2 separate regions of the Macaca mulatta genome follow, and region 1 is linked to region 2. Evidence: chromatin contacts called from public Hi-C data. All regions are on one chromosome and are shown on one strand. Each heading gives the region's core, a stretch centred on a gene start, on an enhancer-like site or on the middle of the called end of the contact. The rest is flanking DNA. Distances are from core to core; before and after follow the strand shown. Region 1 holds the start of PTAR1 (protein prenyltransferase alpha subunit repeat containing 1). Region 2 holds the start of APBA1 (amyloid beta precursor protein binding family A member 1).

Region 1 (7,069 bases), core at 2,710-5,209, 83 kb after region 2:
TAATCTCATAAAGTAGGAATTCTGATCCCATTTTACAGATGAAGAGTCTTGTCTGTCTACTCAGTTAATAAATGACAAGCAAAGATTCAAATCCAGTTTGACAGCTTAGACTGTCACACTCTAAACTCAAATTTTTACACTATACTACACTATTATTTAAATAAATAAAAATCAGATACAAGAAGCCCAGTAGACTCTGGCTTTCTATTCTTCAGTTCACCTTGCAGACAATCTAAAACTGCCTTTCATTATTCTTTATTAAATAATGTTCACTGGTGCCTACCCATTGCCTTAGAAGTGTGCATCCATGAGCCAGCTTTTCTTCACCCCTCATGTCTCATTCAGTTTAAATGCTATTGCCTCAGAAAGAACTATCTTGACCTCATACTCTAAATTAGGCCTCCATGTTGTTAATCTAAGTACCCTTCTTACTTTTTCTGACTCTTTTCATAATCTGTATGTTGACTGCTTAACATCCCATTAGGACAGGGACCATGTCTGGTTTGTTCATTAAGCCACCCAGCTTTGAACCCTGTATACCCAGAGACCAGCATTGTGCCTGTCAAACAGACACAATGATTCTGTAATCTTTTGCAGAATGTATAAATGGAATGAAAGAAATTAAATGAGAGTCAAGGATTTCCATAATCTGGCCCTACTGTACCTTCTCAGTCACAGTTTGCTTAAGTCAATTCACTGTTCCCTATGGAGGTCTCTGGCTCCCGCTGAGACTACAAATCCTACCCAGACTTTAATATTCGGCTTAAAACCCATTTCCACTTAGAGCCCTATCCCAGACATAACCAGCCTCCTCTCCACTTCTATTAGACTCCTATAGCACTTGCTCACCATGCTGCTATCCAGCTTTTATTATAAACTACTTTGGAGTGTTAATTTACTATTCATGCAGTTGGTCTTAGGTCTCATCTACACCTGCACTACACATCACAGTAGTCACTGGGCACATGGAGCCACTACATACAAATCAATTTAAATTACATAAAATTTAAAATTTGGTTCCTGTCCATATTAGGGACATTTCAATTGCTCAATAGCTACCATGGCTAGTGGCTACCATAGGGAACAGCACAAACATAGAAAATTTCCACCATTACATAAATTTCTGTTAGTGCCTTGGGTTCAAGAACTGTATTTTAAACTTGTTTCACATAGTAAAGATGGTACCCACAACACCTCATAAACAGGGAGAGTTCAATATTTAATAGAAAAAACAGTAACTTGCTGAATAAGATAATTTTAACATGACTATTTACATTGTAAACTGTTGTCTTCTACACTAGCACAGGGTCCATACACTAAGTTAAAGACTATCCCTAGGTCAAGTTTACCGTTTTAGAGAATCCGATATGATTATCTAAGAGTCAACCATAAAAACAGCATTTATATAGTATTATCCAGTTTATAAAGTGCTTCATATTCACCAATTATTTGGCCAATATATTTTTGGTGAGGAACAGAGATTCAGGGAAGGTCTAATATTTATTGAGTGGCAACTAAGTACCACTGTGTGAGGTGATTTTCCTGTGTTCTCATCAGCCTCACAAGATCAAGAGGACACTGAGGCTGAGAAGGTACCTATTCACATCATACAGTAACAACACCCATATCTCACCACTGCATCCTCAACTCCTTCTGGCTAAATATTTCTACATAAACAAACAGTGTATTTAATGAAGTAGATGTTGGCTAATAAAATTACAACCGACCTTAAGTTTGGAGAAGGAAACTTTTATAATACTGAATGTGTAATTAGATACAGTAAAGTTAGATACAAATGTCACAGATAAACAATGCTTTTTTTTAAAAAAGAAAAGAAACACAGCCTCTTTATTTTGGGAGTAAATGGGCTAAATTAAGGGAAGAAAGTGCAGGCAATTTTCAAAAACCCAAATTATAAAGCACTTAAAAAGATGCATAGTAATATTATTGAAAATAGTTTTACTGTGGGGAATATGTACTCAAATATAGCTGATGACTAGTATTAAACAGTGAGGTAAGCTATTCAAATGTTTAAGATCCATATTACAAATCATTTCATTATTCCGAATATCCAACTTATCTCAAAGTTTTAAATCTCGAATGAGCCAAACCCTTATTACTAATAAATTATACATTGAGAATATATTGATGAGGTTTCACAGTAGAAAAAGGATTAGGGAGGGGCATTAAAGTCCTTTAAGAGTTTCCGTAAATGTGATCCACAAGAACTGGGACGTGTTCCAAACTGCACTGTTAAACTGCCAAGCCAATGAACATTCAATCTTGGTTTCTTCAAATATAATGATGCTCTTTTAGTCTACCTCAAAGAAGAGAACATAAGATGATTACGATATTTTTTATTAGACTTCTAATCTCTGCTGTAATTTCTTCTAGAAAAATAATACCAGTGATGAGAAAATACACTCTTGATTTGTCCAACTTTTTTTTTTTTTTTTTTTTTTTTGAGGTTGTCTCTTACTTGCACTAAGGCTCCCATTCTCAAAAAGAAATCGAAAGACTGATATACAGCAAGGCATCAAAGCATTCTTTAGAAGGCTCAGCAACCACTATGGATACTGCCAGGAAATCATTCCAAACACTCTCATTTTGAAAAAGGCAGCAGTCATAAGGGGGAGGGAAGTGGATGCTGTCAGAGGTGGCAGGTGTGTTTTGAGGCCAGCAGTGTTTTGTTTTTAATGTGGCACAGTTGCACGTCTCCAATTCTGTGCCACAAGGGAGCAAACATCCGAGAGCTTCTTAACTCTTTTACAATCATCTCCTTGGAGGAAAAGAACACTTTGGTAAGATACAAGTTTGGCAACTTTTTTAGGCAGAAAAGCTGAACCTGTTAGAATACTTAAAAAAAAAAAAAATTGAGTTCCAGTCTAAAGAATAAAAGTAAAAATAAACTCCAAAAACAACTAAAGTGAAAAGAATGCAGAACTGAATGCCATGTTTCTTTTCTTTGAGGAGGAAGAGGTATGGGAAAGGAGGTACACTGTTGCTTCTTCCCTACACCTTTGTATAATGGAGATCTCTCTCTCTAATAGTTTTCTTTTCACTTGTTACACAAAAGCAAAGTGTTACAAAAAGTAGACTCTTGTGGTATCTTCCAAGAGTACTTCAAGTAAAGCGGAAGAGATACATGTGTCAGTTCTGCAGTGTCCCGTTAAAGAGGGCAGCAGTGCTGGGATAAAAATGAGTTAACATGCTCCTTGTAACTATGAATCCGCTTATGCTAAAAAGTATCGAGGTTTCATTTGCATCATCCCAGACTCCACACCGCGCCCACAGAAGCTTCTCTTGAGAATGCTCCGTTCACCTTCAAAACACAATGTTTTATCGGAGTCAATTTACAATTTTGTGGCAAGTAAGGCGAAAGTCAAAAGCAGCCTCAAACCACCTTTAGTTAGTAAACTGAGGGGTTTAGGGCTCATTAAGACTAAGACGATCGGTTACCCCCTTGCCAATGACCGGGATGAATCTCAAGAGTTGTGTTTACAAGGTATGCACAGACCCACATTGTTGCGTGCGCCCGTGTACCTTAAACAGAGGAAGGATGTGGACCTACGGGGGAAGTCTTTGGAGTTTCGTGAACTCCTATGAAAAGGTGGGAAGGGAGAGAGAAAGTCGTTCCGTTTCGATTTTTCGAGGTCACTTCTAGGGACTCGTCCGCCAGCGCGTCCCGGTAGCGGAAAGCCCGGCCAGCGGCGCCCGACGCGGCTCTGCCTCCTCCCTAGAAGGGCGCGTGGGCCAGGACCCGTGGTCAGCCCGCCGCCCGAGGTCGGGTGGACGCTTGGCCCCGCCCCCGCCCGCTCCCGACGACCCTCGGAGGTGGCGGAGGCGCGCGACTCACATGTGCGGGTTCCTCCTGAAGGCGTTAGTGATGTCCTTCACTACCCGCTGCACCAGCACCGCCACTTCCTCGCTGGTCTCGGCCATGTTGGCGGCGGCCGCGACTGTTCGGGCGCGCCTCCGCGTGAGCCTGGCCGCCAGCAGGAGTTCCGCGGAGAGCGCGCGCGCGGGTGCGCCGGCTAGGCCGCGCCCCCGTCGCCGCAGCCGCCGCCGAGCACTTCCGGGTCAGCCTGTCGGCGGCCTGGGCGTGGCGTTAGGTAGAGCTGGTGGCCTCCCAGTGAGTGGAGGGGTTCGCCTCCGCGCGAGTAACGGACTTTCAAAGCGTCAGAGAAGATGCTGCACGTGTGTTTGCAAAGTTCTCTCAGGCCGCCGATTTTCTTATTTTAATTTTTAGGCCACTCGGGACCGAGGAGAAAGGGAACCTCAAGACACACTCCACGAGAGTCAGACACCTGCCTGAACACCCCTGGCCAGGTCCGCGGGCACTCTTGAAGGAATGTTCAACTGAGGGTGCAGGGCCTCTTAACAGTTAGTCTAGTCCTGGGCGTTTTTCAGAGCTTGTCCGCTTTATTTTCCCAGCCAGAGAGATGAAGAGGTCCAGAGGCGTTGCGGCGGAGCGAGTCCCTATTTGACCGCATTGGTGACCTCCTTTCTAACTGTGCCAATTTTGGTCTCTGAACCTGAAAGCAGCCCTTTTTAAAAACATTAATTAAAATTCTTAAATTTATTAAAGGAAGACAAAGGAAAGTGAAGGAAAAGTTATTTGCCATCTGGATGTAGGAAGTAGAAATGAAATCGTTTTTAAATTTTTCGATTTCATTTTCTACTACATTTGGTAGCCTTTGCGTCAATTTTGGAATTTAAAAAAAAGTATCAAGACTCTGACAGGGTTTGCTCATAACAGCAAAAATAAATTTTTGTAGGAAAAACGAGCTTTCTAGTTTATTTAGGATTTTGAAATGCCATAACTAAAATTTGTGTGTATCCGGTTTTCTTTTGCTCCTCTGTGGTAGAAAAATCTGGCTGCCTTTAGTTCAGTTTTATTCTTCCACCCGTGAAATCTGCATCTTTGGCCGGGTGCGGTGGCTCACGCCTGTAATCCCAGCACTTTGGGAGGCCATGGCGGGCGGATCACGAGGTCAGGAGATCGAGACCATCCTGGTTAACACGGTGAAACCCCGTCTCTACTAAAAATACAAAAAAAAAAAAAAAAAAAAAAAAAAAATTGGCTGGGCGCGGTGGCTCAAGCCTGTAATCCCAACACTTTGGGAGGCCGAGACGGGCGGATCACGAGGTCAGGAGATCGAGACCATCCTGGCTAACACGGTGAAACCCCGTCTCTACTAAAAATACAAAAACTTAGCCGGGCGAGGTGGCAGGCGCCTGTAGTCCCAGCTACTCGGGAGGCTGAGGCAGGAGAATGGCGTGAACCCGGGAGGCGGAGCTTGCAGTGAGCTGAGATCCGGCCACTGCACTCCAGCCTGGGTGACAGAGCGAGACTCCGTCTCAAAAAAAAAAAAAAAAAAAAAAAAAAAAAAAAAAATTAGCCAGGCGTGGCGGGCGCCTGTAGTCCCAGCTACTCGGGAGGCTGAGGCAGGAGAATGGCATGAACCCGGGAGGCGGAGCTTGCAGTGAGCCAAGATCGCGCCACTGCACTCTAGTCTGGGGGACAGAGCGAGACTCCGTCTTAAAAAAACCAAGAGAAAAAAAAAGAAATCTGTATCTTAAAAAACTTAAAAAAAAAAAAAAAAAAAAGAACAAGTTCATGGTGTGTTTAATGTGAACATATGCGGAGCATTTGTGGTCGTTTTTATGATTGTAAAACTAAAAACTATCCATTGCATGTAAAGTGAATGAGAAATATAAACGAAAAATATAAATTTACTATACTCAGTGGTCAGTATTTCCTGTGGGTATGTTTATAAAGGCTGAACTTGGCCTTCTAGTTGCAAAAGAAGTGAGATAGGATCAGGCGCAGTGGCTCACACCTGTAATCCCAGCACTTTGGGAGGCAGAGGCGGGAGGATCACGAGATCAGGAGATCGAGACCATCCTGGCCAAGACAGTGAAACCCCGTCTCTGCTAAAAATACAAAATTAGCTGGGCATGGTGGCACATGCTTGTAATCCTAGCTACTTGGGAGGCTGAGGCAGGAGAAGCGCTTGAACCCGGAAGGAGGAGGTTGCAGTAAGTGGTGATCGCACCACTGCACTCCAGCCTGGCAACAGAGCAAGACTCCATCTTAAAAAAAAAGAAAAAAAAAAGGAGATAGAAGTTTCACAAAATTGTAGCCAGTGAGGTGGGACAGATTTAAGAATTAGTAAAATCGGCCAGGCACGGTGTCTCATGCCTGTAATCCCAGCACTTTGGGAGGCCGAGGTGGGTGGATCACCTGTCAGGAGTTCGAGACCAGCCTGGCCAGCACGGTGAAACCCCATCTCTACTAAAAATACAAAATTAGCCGGGCGTGGTGGTGCATGCCTGTAGCTCCAGCTACTTGGGAGGCTGAGGCAGGAGAATCGCTTGAACCCCGGGAGATGGAAGTTGCAGCAAGCCAAGATTGCACCCTGCACTCCAGCCTGGGCAACAAAAGCAAAATTCCATCTCAAAGAAAAAAAAAAAAAAGAGAAGAAAAAGAAAAGAGTTAGTAAAACCAAACAAACTTTAACCAATAACAAGTTCTGGAGTGAAACAGTGAAAAGAGTGGAATGTGTGTATTTAGATTCCAAGGCAAAAGGCAACTTTAAATATCCTGTTTAAGAATGTAAGACCAGTTCTTAAATTAAAATTCTTAAACTTAGTAAGTTTTCTTAATCAGGATCTTGCATCCTAATGGCAGTGGGAAATAAATCCCAATTTCTGGAGGCAGAGATCAAAGCAGCACACTCAGAAATAATGATTTTCCCCCAAAGACTTTATTTAACAGGGAAAAAAGCAAACTTTGTCCCCAAATTTTGATGTAAAACAGGTATTTCAGAAACAGAATTCCTCTGTATGATTCTGTGTATGCCCTCTCCACATGAAAACTCTTTATAGTAATTTTTTTTAAAAGAAAGGGAGCATAATTAGAACTCTGAACCAACTCTCTAATTTTACAGATAAGAAAACTGAAGTCCAAAGAAGTTAAGATTTGAAATTCATGAATCCTCAATAATGATATATATATGTATACAAGAATAGGGTATAATAAAGTTAGCGTGATTTTGTCGAAGAA
Region 2 (6,898 bases), core at 1,278-3,777:
CCTGAGTCATCGATTATGCTGCTGTGTAATTTCTCTTTCTCTAAACAGTGTATTTACCTGGTAATTCCTCATATTATTAAACGTTCTTGTAAGACATTTACATCCCTGGTCTTACTTGCAAATATAAAAGATGATGACTTTTTTTTTTTAAAACCAAAACCTCTTAGAATGGCTTTTAAATTCCATAAGTACTTTTCTCAGAAAGGGATTTGGCATAACAAATAAGAGAGTAAAGAACTAAGATTCAAAATTCATTTTTACAAATCTATCCTTAAATCTTGGATGAGAGCCAACAACCAACCTCATATTAAAATCTTAGAAGGCTTGACTTGAAGAACATGGGGAAATTTACTTTACATTGACAGCTTCAAGAACACCTAGTCTATACATCATTAAATAAGATATATGGGAATAAAAAAAGCATATGTGGATAGCCCTAGTTTTATTATTTTCAATGAAACAACGATATCGTGCAACCTTTGCCCATAAAAGAATGCAAAACAAAAATTTTAAAAAAGAAAAAGAAACCTCTGGTGCCAACATGTTGTATATTTACTTGTGTAGCCATGACTGCTACCGGCTTTTTGAAGAGAACCGTGCAGCCAGTTTGGATTCCGACAGCAATGCAGTAGAATTTAAGGTGTTATGACTAAAATATGTCCTAAACAGGTTAAGCTAGACATACAACATTTTAATACAGTAGTGTCGAGATACTCATTCCTGTGAATACCGCAGGAGAAATACAGGCGAGGAGGAATCACACTGCCCTGGATACACATGAATATGCCATCTCCCTGCCTATCTCTACCCAACCCTACACACACCTATCTTTACCACGCAGAGACAATTAAACAGCCATAGACTCGATGCATTTCTGTGTCCTTGTTCCCACTGGGTGAGGTATTGCCAGCCTGACATTTTTCCCAATTCCCTACTAGTGGGCTATATCAGGTAGGAAAGCAGGGACTTTACTGACCTGGGACCCCATCACTGTGGGTCTTGGGAGATTTCAGTTTCCAAATGATACACGGCACCACCTAGCTATTGTGACAGCTGGGAGAGTGGATGTCACCAGCAGTAGAAATAAAGTATCCTGTTTCCTGAGGAAAACGCCCTGGCTGTGCGACGCTGACCAGGTGGGCACCAAACACTTCTCCGTGTGATATTTTTCTTCTTTTTTAAAGACTGCCCCCCGCCCCGCCGCATCTCTCTATACGTACACACCTCCAGAGTTCATTCTAAAAGAACCAATACAAAGACCATCCATCCTCTAGCCATAAGGTTTTCAGTGCTTAAATGTGGAAGGAGAAGGTCTAGCTAGCATTGAAAGTTGTGGGGACAGGAAGAGGAATCTATCATTCAACACTATTCTCCTTCAGGTCAGACAAGAGAAAAACAATAGAAACTGCAGAGTCAGGGAGTACAAGACCCTTATGGAACAGGTGCTAAGCAGAGAAGTAGTATCAGAGGATGGAAGCCCCTTTCAAAACCGGGTACACCAGCAAGCCCAGAACGCGTAACGGTTATCCTATTTCCCTGCCATGTGCCTCAAAGCAACATGCTCACTTCCACATCCCCATGTAATGAGGCCAGAGGAAGGGGAAGCGAGAATCCCTACACTGGGCCATCCACACGCAGGAGCAGAACAGAGACTGTGCTCAGAGTTGCAGGGTCAAAATAACAAACACTGCCCCACAGTCTCAGCCGGTGACATCAAGTCAGGGCAGCGGCAGATCTCTGGGTTTGGGGCGCTGTTTGGGGAACGTGGATGCAACCAAACGCGTACACACACATACACAGAATTTTACAAACCCGCCCCTACCCCACTGCCTCCCTCCACACTTCACACACCAAGTGCATCCTGCCCACCTCACCGTTTCCATCATCACATTCTTTCTCCAGGAGAGTCAGCCGAGAGATGAGGGATCCTAGCGGGGATTCCTGGAAATGTCACCCCCCAACACCTCCGTCCGCCACCCCCATCCCCTCTGCTATACCTTTTACACACACACTCTCACACACTCACTCCTGCCATGACTGTCATCAGGCCCGCCTGCTGCGCCCGAAGCCTGGCATCTGAGCGGGCACCGGACCCCAGCCGTCTCGCCCGCAACGCCGCCTTACCCCGCCTCGCTGGCTGATGGTTCCAGGCACTGCCCCCTGGATGTCGCCTGCTGCCCCCGCTCCTCCGCACTATTGTTCCAGGCAGCCCCTCTCGCGTCCGGGGGCGCCCTTTGGCTAGGACCCGGGCTCAGTCGGGGGCCGCATCAGCGCCGGGCACCCCTTCTCACCCACCCCTCCCTGGCTGTGGTACCTTGCCTGACAGCTGGGTCCGCGGGCCCGCGGGAGCAGGCGGCGCTAGTGACAGCGCTGGTGCCAAGCCTGGGAATAAAGCTCCGCTCCAGCCGCTGCTACCTCCAGCGCCACCATCTTCTCCCGCCGCAGCCGCCGCCGCCGCCGCCGCCGGGACCGCAGCCGCCCTCGCCCAGCTCCGGCTCTGCAGCCGCCGCTCGGAACCCTCCGGTCTCGCGGCCCCACCCCCTTTCCCCACCCTCCCTCCCGCCCTCCAGCTCTCTAGCTCTCCCCTCGTGACGCGCGCCGGGGCCGGGCGGGCCTGCGAGGGAGGGCGCGGGGGAGCGCGCGCGCGCACGCCGCCTGCTAGTAGCGCCCCTGCCTCCCACGCCCACTCGCGTGCACGCGCGGCCCGCGAGCCCGAGGCGGCGGCGCCGCCGGCGTCCTCCGTGGGCAGCTGGCCGCAGCTCCCCTGCCTCGGCGCCGGTGGGCGTGCGGGACACCGGCGCCTCTCGCCTCCCCTCGCGTCCGGGTTTCGAAGGGCCCGCCCTGCCTGTGTTCCACAGCCCTATCCTCTGGTTCCCGGCCAGACGCACGGAGGGGAAAATGCGGCTGCATCCCCGAGGGGACTGACGGGGACCTCCACCCTCCTCGGTGGCAAACCAAGGGGTCCCCAGTTTCCTAGCCAGGAGCTGTGGCCAACCTCTCTGCGAAGCAACGGGCCACGCTGCAGGACCACGAAGCCAGGCAGCTGGGTCGACTCCTGCAGGGTGTTCTCTCGTGAGTGACTCCCGAGCTTTCCCGCTTCCCAGGCCCCTTAGATACCGCCTGCGCTTCAAATCCGGAGATTGACGGCGTCTCCGGAATGCGCCGCAGTGCTGCGAGTTCCCCGCCAGGGGGAGAGCCGCGCGGGTTTGGGCCTGAGCGAAGCGGGCCGGGCTGCAGTTCTCCAGGGAAACTGCCCAGTCCGGCCAGGGACAGCGGAGAGCCTGCGGATTGTGAAGCCGGGGAAGGCTCGGCTTGGTTTTCCTACCCGCTCCTCAGTTCTGGTTGATCGGAACTTAAGAGTGTCTTTGAGCCTAGCATAGGCTATCCGCCCTAGATATGGCTCCTAGCTCGAGAGGCCACCCTTTGCAGCAGGGACCAGGTGGCAGGTGCTGTGTATTAATGAAAAGCTGTGGGCTAGACAGGCCCCGAGAGGCCTGGGCTCTGGCGCTAGCCCCACCTGTAATTAGCAATGCAATAACTAAATCATTCCCCGTCTTAGAAACACAGATTTTTCATAATAATGTTATAACGCACAAAGCCTAGTAGTTTGCAAAGCCCTCTCCAGACATATATTCTCCTCCAGTAAAATGAGGATAAGCGCTGGTTATCCAGATCCCTTGGGAAATGCATCTTTTACCACACCATGTTTCCATAGTATTTTAAGCACAATGTCTCCAGAGAAGTCTGGGGGTGTAGCCTAAAGCATTCTGAAAGTCTTGTTTTAGCTTTAATATTCGTATGAATTCTGCATTGTACTTCGTAATTTTTTTTCTTTAATAAAACAGCTACCTTCTCAAAAAGATCTTTTAGTAAAATTTAAGATTATATACTAGGAAGATGTATGCTTGTCCTGTGACATTACTCTTTTTTTTTTTCCAGTGAATACTTATTTGGCATATGTACGGGCCAGATATAGTCCTTTTCCACCAGAGCTCACAGTAGGCTGAAGGAAATAGGTATTCAACTATTAGACTGGCCAGGCACAGGGACTCACGCCTGTAATCCCAGCACTTTGGGAGGCCGAGTACGGCAGATCACTTGAGGCCAAAAGTTTGAGATCAGCCTGGTCAACATGGCGAAACCCTGTCTCTACTAAAAATACAAAAATTAGCCGGGCGTGGTGGTGCACGCCTGTAATCCCAGCTGCTGGGGAAGCTGAGGCATGAGAATCGCTTAAACCGGGAGGTGGAGGTTGCAGTGAGCCGAGATCGCGCTACTGCACTCCAGCCTTGGCGTCTCAAAAAACAAACAAACAAATAAAACAATCAGACAAAGTGCAACTGTGATAAATTCTCAACTGCAAAGGCGCTAAGGTGCACGGGAAAATCTAATGTAGACTCCAGGACTAGGTAAGGCTTTCTAAGGAAACGACATTTCAGATCCCCCAGGAGAGGCAGCAGTGAGACACTTCCAGGTAAAGGGAAGGAAATGTCAAAAGGCCCAAGCAGGTGGGGCGGAAGTGAGATGAAGCTGGAGAGGCAGGCAGCAATCAGAACCTCAGGAGACCTTGTGGACCGTTTTTAAATAATAATTTTGTCTTATGAGCCTGGAAAGTCAATGAAGGGTTGCCAAGATTTGGGAGCAGGCAAGCAGGATTACATTTCAGTTCCTGAAAGATCGCTGAGGTGGCTTGTGAGGAATTGATTCGTGGAGGGTCAGGATCCAGGGCCGAGGGAGTCTGAGCTTATCCTACTTAGTGAGTGTTTAGAGTTTTCTGTTTTTGCGCTAACTGCTCTTTTGATTGTTTTTAGTTCTTGCCTCTGCTCTCCTGTGTACTCATCTAGGAGGCTTTCAGAGTGCTTCTCTGTAATGGTTTTTGTTTTGTTACTTTTAATCCACTGCGGTTTTAGGAAGGAAATTAACTTTGTTAGAATTTCAGGTTAAATAAGAGAATATAGGTTCTGAGTGAGAGGCTCTTTTCTGTGCATACACTTACTGCTGTTTGGTTTGCTATCTCAGAGATCTTTCTGCTTATCTTCTACTTTTTGTGTTGTGTTTCCAGTTAGACTAGGTTCTTAGATAAATGAATGAGGGTTACATTATTGCTTTAATAATATCCTCGAATCTTACCTCACAGGATTTTTGTGTAAAGAAAGTATGTGAAATTTCTCTGCAAAGTATTACGTGCCATATAAAGAAAGGTAATCATTGTTAGTTATAATGGTAGCCCAGAGACCTCCAAAACTAATTATGTACCAAATGTTCATATGTGGAAATTTCCCTCCCTCCCCCACCCCTATGAAAAACACATATTCCTATTTCTTCCAGATAGCATGAATCATTGTCTTAAGTGCTATTGTTACTTTTGCCTTGGCTGTCAGGAAACTCAAAGCCAAATTTTCAGATCGTCGTAGGAAATGAGTGGATCCACATGGCATGTAGATCCATGTCTCAATCCCTTCTTTGGTCTTGTTCTATTCTATTTCTAGATTTCCTGTGCCTGCTTTATTGTTTTTCTTTTTAGTAGATCTTTCATAAGGCACTCCAATCCACCTTCTCCTGTTAACAAGGGTCAAAACTGCTATTCAAGTGTTTCAGGAAGCAGTATATAAAATACTGGCAGCCAGGCATGTTGGCTCATGCCTGTAATCCCAGCACTTTGGGAGGCCAAGGTGGGACGATTATTGGAGGTTAGGAGTTCAAGACCAGCTTGGGCAACACAGTAAGACCCCCATCTCTCAAAAAAAAAAAAAAAATTAGTGGGCATGGTGGCGAATTCCTGTAGTCCTAGCTACTTGGGAGGCTGAGATGGGAGGATTGCTTTAATCCAGGAGGTTGAGGCTGCAATAAGCTATAATTGTGCCATAGCACTTCTGCCTGGGTGATAGAGCAAGACCATGTCACTAAAAGTAAAATAAAACACTGGCAACCTGCTGACCATTGAAGCAGGTAACAATAGTATAGACACTGTGCCAAGTGACTTGGGTTTAAAGTAAAGCCTTCGCCACCACTGCATGTGCACCTAAAGTCTCTGTGCATGCCAATTTAAAACTTCATATTATTGGTAAACTTAAATATGTCTCCCAATGGCTCATAGTTTAATCTCTGAGGTCCCAAACTCTATCAGCCTACACTATACCTACAAATACAGTTCCTGTCTTACGATGTTCGACTTAAAAGTTTTTGACCTTACTTTTGGGCTTATCAGGGTATTAATTTTTTTTTTTTTTTTTTTTGTCAGTGTCTCACTCTGTTGCCCAGGCTGGAGTACAGTGGTGCAGTCTTGGCTCACTGCAACCTTCACCTCCCCGGTTCAAGCGATTCTCCTGCCTCAGCCTCCTGAGTAGCTGGGACTATGGGTGCCCACCACCACGCCCGGCTAATTTTTGTATTTTTAGTAGAGACAGGGTTTCACCATATTGGCCAGTCTGGTCTCAAACTCCTGACTTCAAGTGATCCACCCGCCCCAGCCTCCCAAAGTGCTGGGATTACAGGCATGAGCCACTGTGCCTGGCCTTAAGTGCATTTTTGACTTATGTAACCCCACCATAAGTCAATGAGTGTCTATATATCTTACTGTCACAAGCACTGTTTGTCACTTGGTAAAAGGACAGAGATTCAAAAACTTTTATTCCTTTAGGGTTCTTTTTGTCAATAAAGACTTGAAGATTCCATTATTCACTACATCCATTCAAACTCCACAAGAGTGTGACCATATCTTCCAGCTTTTGATATAGTTCTGGACAGCTTAAATTGGACATCCTTCTGATATAAGTTGGTACTTTTCCTTGATTTCAAGTTCTTAAGTGATTACCCTCTTTCTGTATCAGTCTTTGAGCTTATAAGCTGAGGTTGTATGTAAAACAAGCATCGAACAACCTTCGGTAATCTGGTTTCT

The links. A called contact is a pair of places that touch in the nucleus more often than the background predicts.
Region 1: a Hi-C map of cortical neurons shows a contact between it and region 2, with 4 times the contacts expected there. The contact joins the promoter of PTAR1 here to the promoter of APBA1 in region 2. A contact is called at or near these places in 4 of 14 Hi-C or Micro-C datasets (cortical neurons, fetal cortex germinal zone, fetal cortical plate and 1 more).

What each region holds. Positions count from the first base shown.
Region 1 is chr15:100,767,423-100,774,491 of T2T-MMU8v2.0, forward strand. PTAR1 (protein prenyltransferase alpha subunit repeat containing 1) reads right to left here and starts at 3,960. Exons shown (of 8, transcript NM_001265943.1): 1 at 3,857-3,960. The coding sequence starts at 3,942.
Region 2 is chr15:100,685,398-100,692,295 of T2T-MMU8v2.0, forward strand. APBA1 (amyloid beta precursor protein binding family A member 1) reads right to left here and starts at 2,528. Exons shown (of 12, transcript XM_015117867.3): 1 at 2,315-2,528.